Regions from separate parts of the Sus scrofa genome. Here region 2 is linked to region 1. Evidence: chromatin contacts called from public Hi-C data. All regions are on one chromosome and are shown on one strand. Each heading gives the region's core, a stretch centred on a gene start, on an enhancer-like site or on the middle of the called end of the contact. The rest is flanking DNA. Distances are from core to core; before and after follow the strand shown.

The links. A called contact is a pair of places that touch in the nucleus more often than the background predicts.
Region 2: a contact with region 1 is called in a Hi-C map of heart right ventricle, with 5 times the contacts expected there. The contact joins the promoter of TMBIM4 here to the promoter of GNS in region 1. A contact is called at or near these places in 1 of 47 Hi-C or Micro-C datasets (heart right ventricle) and 1 of 2 datasets of contacts at active chromatin or transcription factors (alveolar macrophages).

What each region holds. Positions count from the first base shown.
Region 1 is chr5:29,187,663-29,193,538 of Sscrofa11.1, forward strand. GNS (N-acetylglucosamine-6-sulfatase) reads right to left here and starts at 2,621. Exons shown (of 14, transcript XM_021091947.1): 1 at 2,223-2,621. The coding sequence starts at 2,414.
Region 2 is chr5:30,507,971-30,513,846 of Sscrofa11.1, forward strand. It overlaps TMBIM4 (protein lifeguard 4), which reads right to left and starts at 3,588. Exons shown (of 7, transcript XM_003481653.4): 1 at 3,399-3,588. The coding sequence starts at 3,495.

The sequences.
Region 1 (5,876 bases), core at 1,371-3,870:
TCTGGGGGATGGACAACTGTTTATTTGGCCAACTATGGCAGCAATTCATGCTCTTTTGTGGACTGCTCTTTCTCTCTCTCCCTCTCCACAAAAATGAAAACAAAATACACAAAGTATTACATGTAAATAAAGCAGTGCCATGACCCCACTGGTGTTCCTGAATGTTACTTGAAGATCCTCTGATCTGTGGTACAAGTGACTATGCTGAAGTGGGTACATGGAATGAACCTGGTGAAACAGCACTACCAACAGTATTCTAAAACAGGAGAAAAAGCAGAGGTATCTGAGACTATAAAACACCAGACTTTGACCCTTAGTATACCTATATGAACCCTGGCCACGTTACTTAACTTCCAAGTTTTATTTTCCCCCCTTTTAAAGATAATGATAATACCTAGAGCAGAGGATACCTGTGATGATGGAAGCACAAGTATTAAACAGTTCACACTCTGGCTCCAAGTAGGTTCTAAAATGCTGTTATTATCTTAGCTCTTCCCCTTTGAGTCCTGTTGACAACTAGTGATAGAATATTTTGTAAAAGGCTACAAGAGAAGCCAGAATTCTCCAGAGAATTGGGAGTATTAAATTGGACTTTTCCCCTCCACTTAACTCTTCTCTCCAACATAAACATCGATAAAAAAGAAATTGCTACTGGTTTAAAGTAGCGAATATGGTTAACACACCAAGGGGAAGAAATCTCAAATATACACAGACCATATCGGTGGTCTATAAGAACTGAATTCTGAATACCTTATATTTAAGTGATGGATTCTGTTTTTGATAGAGATGTGAAAGCTTGGCCTGTTAATTAAGTCACTAAACTATAATTAACTTTTGATAGAGATGGCTTGCTTTTTCTGGACAAAACAACTCAAACACACACACAAATTTGTTTTAAAGGGAGTTTTGTGAGGAGGATAAGGGTAGCAGTTGGAATGTTGGATAAAAGAAAAATCAGGAGGGCAATTAAGTCAAGACTCTTCAATGTCAAGACTCTTCAATGTTTAGTGGTAGAAACTAAAACGCAATGAGATACATGGGGGAGGAAAAAGTGTGGAGTCAAAATGCAAGCATCTTAAACATCAGCTAGGAAAGACAACTGATGAAGGAAGAAATACACCTTAATGCATAACCCAGAAATATCTACATATGAATGAGCTTACCTTTACTGCAGGTATCACAGACATTTTCTATTCTACTCTATTCCACAGGGAAGTAAAAATGCTGGTATCTACTCACTAAACCGATTTCACAACTCACTTATGGGTTGAAATCAGCAGTTTGAAGGACACTGAGATAGGGTGTTCCCACACGCTGACAGTTAGGAACCCCTTGCCTAGAGTGTTTCCACAGCATTTAGTTGAAAGCAAAAAGAGAACTGAAAGGAACACAGTAATCCAGCATTTGTTTTTTTAATAAGAGGAATGCTATCTATGCCCAGGATCAGAGAACTAGTCAGGATTTTGTCCGGACTGCCACAACTACTTATGTGCCTTGGGCAAGCCAATTTGGGCCTCCATGAGTAGATAGTTGGGTGGATGTTCTTGAAGGGCATAAATTCCATAAATTCCAGAACAGGAGCAAGATGCATTTCGGGAAAGAATGAAATTTCAAAACAACACCCATCTGATACAAAAGGGAACACTCCACAGTATCTAATGCACCAGCCAGGTGTTCCATTAGGCTAATTGAAATTTCTTGATTCTTGTAAGGCAAAGCACACCCTGAATCGTTCAACACCCTACCGACCAGAATAGTTCACTTCAGCACTTATTTCATAAATATCAGGCACAGATATTGCACAAAGGGTCAAATCCAGAGGTGGGCTAGGTCCCTCTTAAAGGGGGCTGCATTTTATCCTCCAATCAGAAAGAAAAACAATCAAGACTTGCGTGCACCTGCTTCTCATTGGTTCATCCCATCCCATCCCTAATTGGCTTCCACATGTTTGTCTTGAGATGTGAAGCAAACTCCTCAGCAGTAAGGTCCAGACTAAAAGCTCTGTGCGGTGCGTGCATGTGTGCGGATCCAGAAGAAACTCGGAGGAAAGAGGAAACAGAGCCCTGCAGCTTCCTAAGCCTGGGTAAAGAACCTGGCGCTGTAAAAGCAAACCTACTGAGGGTCGAGGCAGCTAGTTCAGGGAAAGGGGATGGGTTACGAGGGCCAGAAACCAGGGAGGCAGCCCGGGAGATGGAGGGGCGGGGCAGAAATAGAGGAGTTACCATGCCGCCGAGCACTTCGTCCTGGTCGTCGGCGAGGAGCAGCACCACATTGGGCCTCCGAGAGTCAGCCGCCGCCACCCGGGAGACCCCCAGGCAGCCACACAGCAGCAGCAGCAGCGCTGGGCTACAGGAGGGCAGGTGACGGGGACTGCCCCGCCGCGGCCCACCTGAGGCCAGAGGCAGGAGCCGCATGGCTGACAGGGCTCCGGGGGAGACCCCGGGTGGAGTGGAGAGCCGCACAGGTGACTGGAGGGCTGGAGGCCGACGAGCCACTAGAAGAAAGGGCTTACAGTGAAGGCCGGGGGTTTGGGTCAGGCGTTTTCTCCCCCGGCGCGATCACGTGAACCGGGGGCAGGGGGCGGGGCACGCCTGCTGTCACGTGACGGGAGGCGGGGCGGGCGAGGCTGCGGGCGGAAAGGGAGCGGAGAGCGGAAACAGTGGAGAGAGAAACCCGGAAGTGGGCCGAAAGGGGTGGGAAGCCGGCTACTAACCGGGAGCGGAACCCGCCCTTGCTCCTGGCTTGGGAAGACATTTGGTAGTGATAGGACTCATCTCAGAGCGCTTTGAAATGAAAATGGAGAGAAGATACGGTTAAAGGAGGGAATCACCCAACTGGAAGCAATTAGGAGAAAGGAGGAATGTGCCTAGAGGTAGTAAGAGCAACTGGTGGGCAAAGTCTGGGCTCTACTATATTTAATCTCGGAGTCAACGAACACTTATTGAAGGCCCTTATATTTAATCGTTTAAAATTTTCCCTACAGCTCAGCTATTAAATTTGGAGCTGGATTCCAGGTCGGTGCTCCTAACTCCAAGCCTGGTTATGCTATTCCTCAGCTGGTACCGTGGTTTCAAACAATTTAGGATATTCTAAGCCTAATATTCCTTGGTGAGTTTTGGACTATTTAACCTAATACTCAATTGGTGAATTTGCAGAAGACCTCCTACACGATGTTGAAGGATGTGCACGTTGAGCAAAAACAAAAGGCCAGCAACTGCACCCAACCGCATTATTAATTAATCTTTAAGGAAAAAAATTCTGTGAAACCAGGGCTCCAAATATTGCTGGGATAGCTCTGGAACAGCTCTACCCTGCCCCTCTGCTCAGATCTAGGAAAACAGAAATATCGCTGGCATTGGAGGGTGTTATGCTTGGTGAAATAAGTCAGACAGAGGAAGACAAATATTGTATATGTGGAATCCAAAAAATAAACTAGTGAAAGAAATATCTTCTGGCGAGGTGAATCAGCAAACATTCCCAACGGAGAACAACAGGCTGTACTTCCTGATTTCTAACAAATAAGGCATATTTTTTCCAAGCTGGACTATCCAACTCCAAGTCTTTTAAAACTTGTGAAAGCACTATACAATAAGGTAATAATAATTGTAGAAGTGCTTCGGAATGTCATAGATACAACTATCAGACTTATGCAAAAGGAAACGTTGCCTTTGTTTGATTATAGTTTTGTTTTTTTAAATGTCTATAGAAGACAAGAGACTTAAAAATGAAGTAACCTCCAGTGCAAAAACAAATTGTGCTGGGAATCTGGTCAGAGCACTTCCAAGATGGCCAGTGTACTGTATTACAGGCTCGGGCTAGGCTAAATTTGCACACTAATAGAATAACCCGGATATATTCATATTTCAAGACTTGCTGGAAGACTTGCACAAAAGAAGAATCTGTTCCATCTGCACTCATGCCCCCAAATTGTAAAATTTTATCACTATTTTATTTTCTAGGATAGATTGTAAACTATTTGAGGCCAGAGATTGTACAATTAGGTGCCAACATTGTTCCAGATGCTAGGCTCAGGCTGAAGAGACACTGTTCCTCTTTCATGGAATTTGCAATCTAGTGACAGAAATATATAATCTCACAATCACAGAAGTATATAATTACAAGTAGGGAGATATGCTATGAAGGAAAAGTAAAGAGTGGGATGAGGAAGTTAAAAAAAAAGTGCAATGAGGAGTTCCCATTGTGGCACAACGAAACAAATCTGACTAGTAACCATGAGGTTTCGGATTCGAGGTTTCTCAGTGGGTTAAGGATCTGGTGTTGCCATGAGCTGTGGTGTAAGTCGCAGATGCAGCTCGGATCTTCCTCCTATTAGATCCCTGGCCTCAGAACCTCCACGTGCAGCCCTGAAAAGAAAAAAAAAAAAAAGTGTGATGAGCATTTAAGGAGATTAGGGGCTGACCTAGTCTAAGATACCCTGAGGAAGTAGCCCTGAATGACAATCTGAAATTTGAATAAATAACTTTGCTGTACAGCAGAAATTGGCACAGCACTGTAAGTCAAAGAAATAATTTGTTACTGAAACTATGCGGTGATAGAATGTCTCCTAGGCACAGGGCACAGCATATGCAAAGATCCTGAAGTGATGTATTCAAAGAACTAAAGAAGCCAGAGTGGTTGGAGCTGTGGATGAGAAGGAGGGGGAGAAGTAGGCAGGGACCAAACCCTACGTCGAGGATTTTGGTCTTTATCCTAAGGCTAATGGAAAAAATCACTGGAAGAATAGAGGAGAAATATAATCATACATGAATTTTTATAAGATCCTTTTGGCTGTGGCTTGGTGTACAGATTAGAAGAGGACAAGAATGGTTGTAGACAGATCAATTAGATGGAGAGATGATGATAGCAGGGGTAAATCAAGATTTTGTGTGGCCTAAAGCTTATGTACAATTTGGTGAGAGAGGCTCCTTAAGAAAAATATTTACAAATACGACATTAAGTACAAAAGTGAATATTTATTTAGACTGAGAAAAGAAATCACAATATTATAAATTATTGAAAGTTGAAAAGTATTACAAATAATGCAAAATTTTAAAATAACAAATTTTTTTTTTTTTTTTTGGCTGGGTCATGGCATGTGGAAGTTCCTGGGCTAAGGACTGAACCTATGCCACAGCAATGACAATGCCAGATCCTTAACACTGGGCCACCAGGGAACTCCTAAAATAATATGTTTTTAAATTAGTTAACTCAGGCACACCTTTCCAAAGTTTTTCCCCACATTTTATGGCTATGTACTCTTTTTTTTTTTTTTTTTTTTTTTTTTGTCTTTTTGCCTTTTCTAGGGCCTCTCCTGCAGCATATGGAGGTTCCCAGGCCAGGGGTCTAATTGGAGCTGTAGCCGAGGCCTACACCAGAGCCACAGCAACGCAGGATCCGAGCTGCATCTGTGACCTACACACCACAGCTCACAGCAACGCTGGATCCTTAACCCACTGAGCGAGGCCAGGAATCGAACCCGAAACCTCATGGTTCCTAGTCGAATTTGTTAATCACTGAGCCATGACGGGAACTCCAATGGCTATGTACTCTTTAATCTACTCGTCATATGACAATGGTTTGTAGCATTTTCTCATGGATGTTTGTCAGATTCGTTTCCGCTGAGCCACGATGGGAACTCCAGATTTGTAATGTTTTCTGTGGAGAGACTGGATAATTCCACTTGATTTTCTCACTCATCTTTCTCACTTTGATTCCATATTCCATTAATTTTTTTTTTTTTTTTTTTTTTTTTTTGTCTTTTCAGGGCTGCACCTGCAGCTTATGGAATTTCCAGGCTGGGGGTCAAATGGGAGCTGCAGCTGCCAGCCTACACCACAGCCATAGCAAAGATAGATCAAGGCAATGCTGGATCCTTA
Region 2 (5,876 bases), core at 2,338-4,837, 1.3 Mb after region 1:
TACAAACTAGCTTATTTGACACCATGAAAGTGCTCAAGGAGAGACTATACTCAGATTTCATTCTCAAATAATTTCTCTGTAGCTTCATGATTTGTTGTTTTCCAATAAGCCTTGGAATTTTTTTTAATTATAGTTGACTTACTATGTTGTGCCAATTTTTTTAATTAAAGTAAGCCTTGGCATTTTAAATGTATAATATTCCAAAAGCATTTTCCAGAAGACATACACATTATATTTTTAAAGCAATCCCTTTTTACTTCATGGAAGGGTAGTAAGGAAATAAAAGTTTTGGAAGTCACAGTTGCTCTCCTTAAAGTATTAGTTAGGCTGGCTGGCTTAATTTGCTTAAAAAAAAATGGGGGGGGGGTTCTGTTTTATCTTTTAATTAGTTAAAAAAAAAAAAAAAAACACCCAGGGACATAAGACATACCACTTTTTAACAAAGATGTAGTCAGTTTAGTTACCAGCCCAATTACCCTGACACAGGGTTCCTAAAACTCTTGTAGTTTTCTGGGTGGCAGGAGTGTCTTTTGTCCTAAAAAGATGACTCTGGGTGGGCTCCTGGATAAGAGCTGTCCCTGGAAAGAAGGAGTCGTGATTAGAAGCTTGGAATTTTCAGTCCTGTACCACATTCTCTTGAGAAAGGAGAAGGGCTGAAAAAGGACTTAATCATTGATCAGGCCCATGTGATGAAGCTTCCATAAAACGCCAATAGTTTGGGAGTTCCCACTGTGGCTCAGCGGGTTAAGAACCTGACACAGTATCCATGGGGGTGTAGGTTCAACCCCTGGCCTTGCTCAGGGGGTTAAGAACCTGACACAGTATCCATGGGGGTGTAGGTTCAACCCCTGGCCTTGCTCAGTGGGTTGGATCCTCAGCAGCTGCAGCTCTGATTCAACCTCTGGTCTGGGAACGTCCATATGCTCTAGGTGTGGCGGTAAAGAGATTTAAAAAAAATGGTGGGGAGGGAGGTCCGTCATAGTTCAGCAGTAACGAACCCGACCAGTATCCATGAGGATGTGGGTTTGATCCCTGGCCTTGCTCAGTGGTTAAGGGTCCAGCATTGCTGTGAGCTGTGGTGTAGGTCGCAGATGAGGCTCAGATCCAGTGTTGCTGTAGCTGTGGTATAGGCTGGCAGCTGCAGCTCCAACTGAAACCCTAGCCTGGAAGCTTCTATATGCCACACATGTGGGCCTAAAAAGCAAAATAATAATAATAATTTGGGGTATGGAGGGCTTCCAGGTTGGTGAACACAGCCTCATACCAGAAGGGTGATGCACCCCAACTCTATAAGGGCAGAAGCTCCTGTGCTTAGGGCCCTCCCAGACTTCATCCTATATATCTCTTCATCTGGCTGTTCATCTGTATCAGTTAATAAACCAGTAAACCTGAGTGTGTTTCCCTGAGTTCTGTGAGCCACTCTCACAAATTTATCAAACCTAAGGAGGGGTGATGGGAAACTGATTTGTAACCAAGTATGACAGAAGTTGTAGGTAACCTAGGGACCTAGTGCTTGCACTAAACATTTAAAGTAGGGTAGCAGTGGAGTTCCCATCGTGGCTCAGCGGTAATGAACCTGACTAGCAACGATGAGGAGGCTGGTTCAATTCTGGCCATGCTCAGTGGGTTGAGGATCTGGCGTTGCCATGAGCTGTAGTGTAGGTGGCAGCTGTAGCTCTGATTTGACCCCTAGCCTGGGAAGTTCATATGCTGCAAGTGCAGCCCTAAAATGCAAAAAAAAATAAAAATAAAAAATAAAGTAGGGTGGCAGCAGTCTTGTGGAACTGAGTCCCTAACCCCTGGGATCTGACACTATCTCCTAGTGCTACGTGGTATCAGAATTAAGTTAAATTGTAGGACACCCAGGTGATGCCATGGAGAATTATTGGTGAGGGGAAAGCCACCACACTTTTGGTGACCAGAAATGTCAGAAGTAAAGGAGAAACAGAGGATGAAAAACCTTCCCTACTCAGTCAGGAGGGAAAAAACTCAGGTTTTTCATTAAAACACATGTGATCCAGCAACTCCTCTTCTGCATACAGATCAAAAAGAACTGATAACAGGATCCCATAGAAACCTGTACCCCTCTGTTTATAGCGGCAATAGTCATAGTCAGGTGGAAGTAACCCAAGTGTCCACCAACAGGTGAATAAACAAAATGTGGTTTATACATACAATAGAAAATTATTCAGCCTTAAAAAGGAAAAAAACTCTGACATGCCACAAAATGAATGCACTTGCTAAAAACGTACTGATTGAAATATACCAGTCACAAAAAGACAAATACTGTATGATTCCAGTTAGATGAGGGATCTAGAGTGGTCGAATCCACAGAACAGAAAAGTAGAACGGTGGCTTCCTGGAGCTAGGGAAAGGGGAAAGTGGGAAGTTGTTTGCTGAGTATAGAGTTTGTTTTGCAAGATAAAAACATTCTGGTGACACTGAAAATGCTTAACATACTGTACTGTACTTAAAAATAATTAAAATGGTAAAATTTTAATGTTATGCATATTTTACCACAATTTACAACTTTCTAATTTAAAAGCTGAGCCCACTTGCCAAAATAATTTCAAAATTCAATTCTAGAAATACAGATACTAGGAATCAAGATTCTCTGTGCATAATCTCTTCATAATTCCTCTTCCAGGAAAAGTTCCAGCTGCCATATAGGATGAAAACCTGAGGCAGCTTCCGTGACCAACTGGCTGAACTAGAGCAGACAATGAATTCCACTTGCATGAAGCTGAGCATTTTAAATTCAAATAATTTCTGCCCACTGAACATTGCATAGTAACATAACTAACATGGTCTTAGGAAACTTCCACTTCCAGCAACTGCCTCAAAATGTTGAGTTCTAGGTCCTGCAGAGAAAAAACAGCAACGAAATAGATATGGTGCCTGCCCTCACAGATCTTACGATTCGGCAAAGACAGACAAGGGCATAGAAACTTGAAACGCTGTTCTAAACCAAAAACATTCAAGCAGGTAACTCCTTTCAGGTGTGCGTCACAACGATCACATAATAAGCTTATTTTCACCAAAAAAGTAACCCTTGGTTTCTCTTAATTGAAAGATGCCAGATTCAGGCTGTGAAATATTCAGCTGTCCCTTTCTACACCCAAGAAGACTGAGGGACTCCAGATCAGGTGTCAAAGAGCACAGCGGGGCTACCACTTCTCCTCCCCCTCTGACCCCTGCGGAGGGAGGACGCTCTTCCTCCGAGATGGGGGACCCGCAGGGTCGGAAGGCTGCGGTCTGAACCCCTGGACTCAGGCGCTGTCTCCAGAGCACCACCGTGGGGGATGCTCGCCTCGGAAACCGGAAACCCGCCCCCAGAGACCCGCAGCGCGCCTGACAGACGAGGGTGGCCGAGAGGGGCCCGGCGAGGGGCCACGTACCCATTCGGATGTGCACGCTGGCGGAGGCCACGCAGCTGCCATAGTTGAAGTCATCCTCGATCGAGGAGCAGGGGTAGCGGGGGTCAGGGTCTGCCATGGCCGCGCGAAACCCCCAGCCGCCCAGCCGAGCCAGGGAGACGACGCCGGCACAACGGCCTCCAAGCCACTTCCGGAGGGAGGATCCAGCCCCAACTAGCCGAGCGGCGTCGGCCGAGCCAAGCCCCAGCTAATCGATGATCTCACCTCAAGAATCCAGTTAGGCTGAGAAAAAGGAGAGTGCTTTAGGTTAGGTTGGGAGAGAAAACGAATTACATTCTCGGCGTCATCTGAAGTGTAGGTTTTCTCACATTTTCTTCCACCAGCTTCTTACATCGTCTGACCTGGAAAGTTGCTAACGTGATAAAAGCGAAGACCTATTCATCCATTTATTCAACAAACACTCATCTCATTCATACACTCCACCAATAATCACTCTGGGGAGACACCTTTAATTACATTGCCTTTATTGAAGTATAGTTGATTTTAATTACACTATCTTGTTGTTGTTGTTGGCCATGCCTGCAGCACGCAGAAGTTCCTTGGCCAGAAATCTCACTCGTGCCGCAGCCGTGATCCAAGCCACATCAGTGACAATGCCATATCCTTTAACTGCTAGGCCACCAGGGAACTCTTAACTACATGATCTTTAATAATAATAACCCCTAAACTTGTTGAGCACTTCCTGTAAACCAGGCTTTCTGAATGAGATAATGCTTAGTCCTGGAATACAAATAGGAACCAACCAGGGAAGAGCAGAGTGATGGAGGTAGGTTCTCAAAGGACCAACATCTGCAAAGTGGCGTCTACCAGGGAGCTAAGTTCAGGTGGAGTAGGCCACTGATGGCAAGGAATGAGGCTGAATAGATAAAGGCCAGATTACTGTCTGCTAAATGTAGAATATGTTGGAAAGAGTCAAGACCAATGACGGGAAAGAGGGGATGTTGTCTTAATAAAACAAATCATGGTGACAAATAGGATGGATCAATGTGAACGTTCATGGTATTGCTGTCATTCCAATATGAAGACAAGGTGTAGATATACCCAGAATATTATCATCTCAGGATTTCTTGGAATTTTTTTGATGAGTTTACTTTGATCCACCCACAATTGACATCCTCATTTTATTTTTTATTTATTTATTTATTTATTTATTTGGTCTTTTTGCCATTTCTTGGGCCGCTCCCGCGGCATATGGAGATTCCCAAGCTAGGGGTCCAATCGGAGCTGTAGCTGCCAGCCTACGCCAGAGCCACAGCAACGCAGGATCCGAGCCATGTCTGCAACCTACACCACAGCTCACAGCCACGCCGGAACCTTGACCCACTGACCAAGGGCAGGGATTGAACCCGCAACGTCATGGTACCTAGTCTTATTCGTTAACCACTGCGCCACGACGGGAACTCCGAAATCCTCATTTTAACTGTAATACTCAAAAGTCTTAGCAGGCAGAATTTAGAATAGCTGTGGAACTGCCTATTCTGAAGCTAAATCTTTAAATTTGCTATTAGTGGAAGCTTTTTTCTAAAGAACTAACTTTGATTCCATAAAACAAGCAAAAAACCTTGTTTTTTATGATTTTACAGACATTTTAAAAACAGTACTCATTTTAGTATGAAGTCATAGTAGGATTTATTATATAGAACAAGCCAGAGTTGGACTGGGAACCCATCCCATTGTCTTATTGACTAAAAGCAGCATTAACAAAGTTTGATCTCCTACCCGTTACCAATTACAAAAAGTAAATTTCAGATGGATTGTGGATCTAAATGTGAAAGACAAAACAATAAAACTTTGAGAAGATGATATAAGAAAATATCATTATGATTTGGAGAAAAGCAAAGATTTCTGAAACCAGCAGTTAACCCCAAAGGAGAAGACTGAGAAACTAAAATGTATTAAAATTAGCAACTTCTGGATTCCCTGGTGACCTACTGGTTAAGGACTCAGCACTGTCACTGCTATGGCACAGGTTACTGCTGTGGTGCAGGTTTGATCCCTGGCCAGGGAACTTCCACATGCCTCAGAGAATGCCAAAAAAAAGAACTTCCAGTAATCTAAATACATGATAAGAGAGTAAAAAGCAAGTCATAGAATGGGGAAAGAGGAGTTCCCATCGTGGCTCAGTGGAAACAAATCTGACTAGTATCCATGAGGACACAGGTTTGATGCCTGGCCTCTCTCAGTGGGTTAAGGATCCGGTGTTGCCGTGAGCTGTGGTGTAGTTCGCAGATGTGGTTTGGATCTGGCGTTGCTATAGCTGTGGTGTGGGCCAGCATCTATAGTTCCCATTCCACCCCTAGCCTGGGAACCTCCATATGCCATGGCTGTGGCCCTAAAAAGACAAAAAATAAACAAAAAAAATGGAGAGAGATATTTGCATGCATGTAATATATATAATGCTCTTTCCAGAATATAAAAACAACTGTTACAAATCAAGAA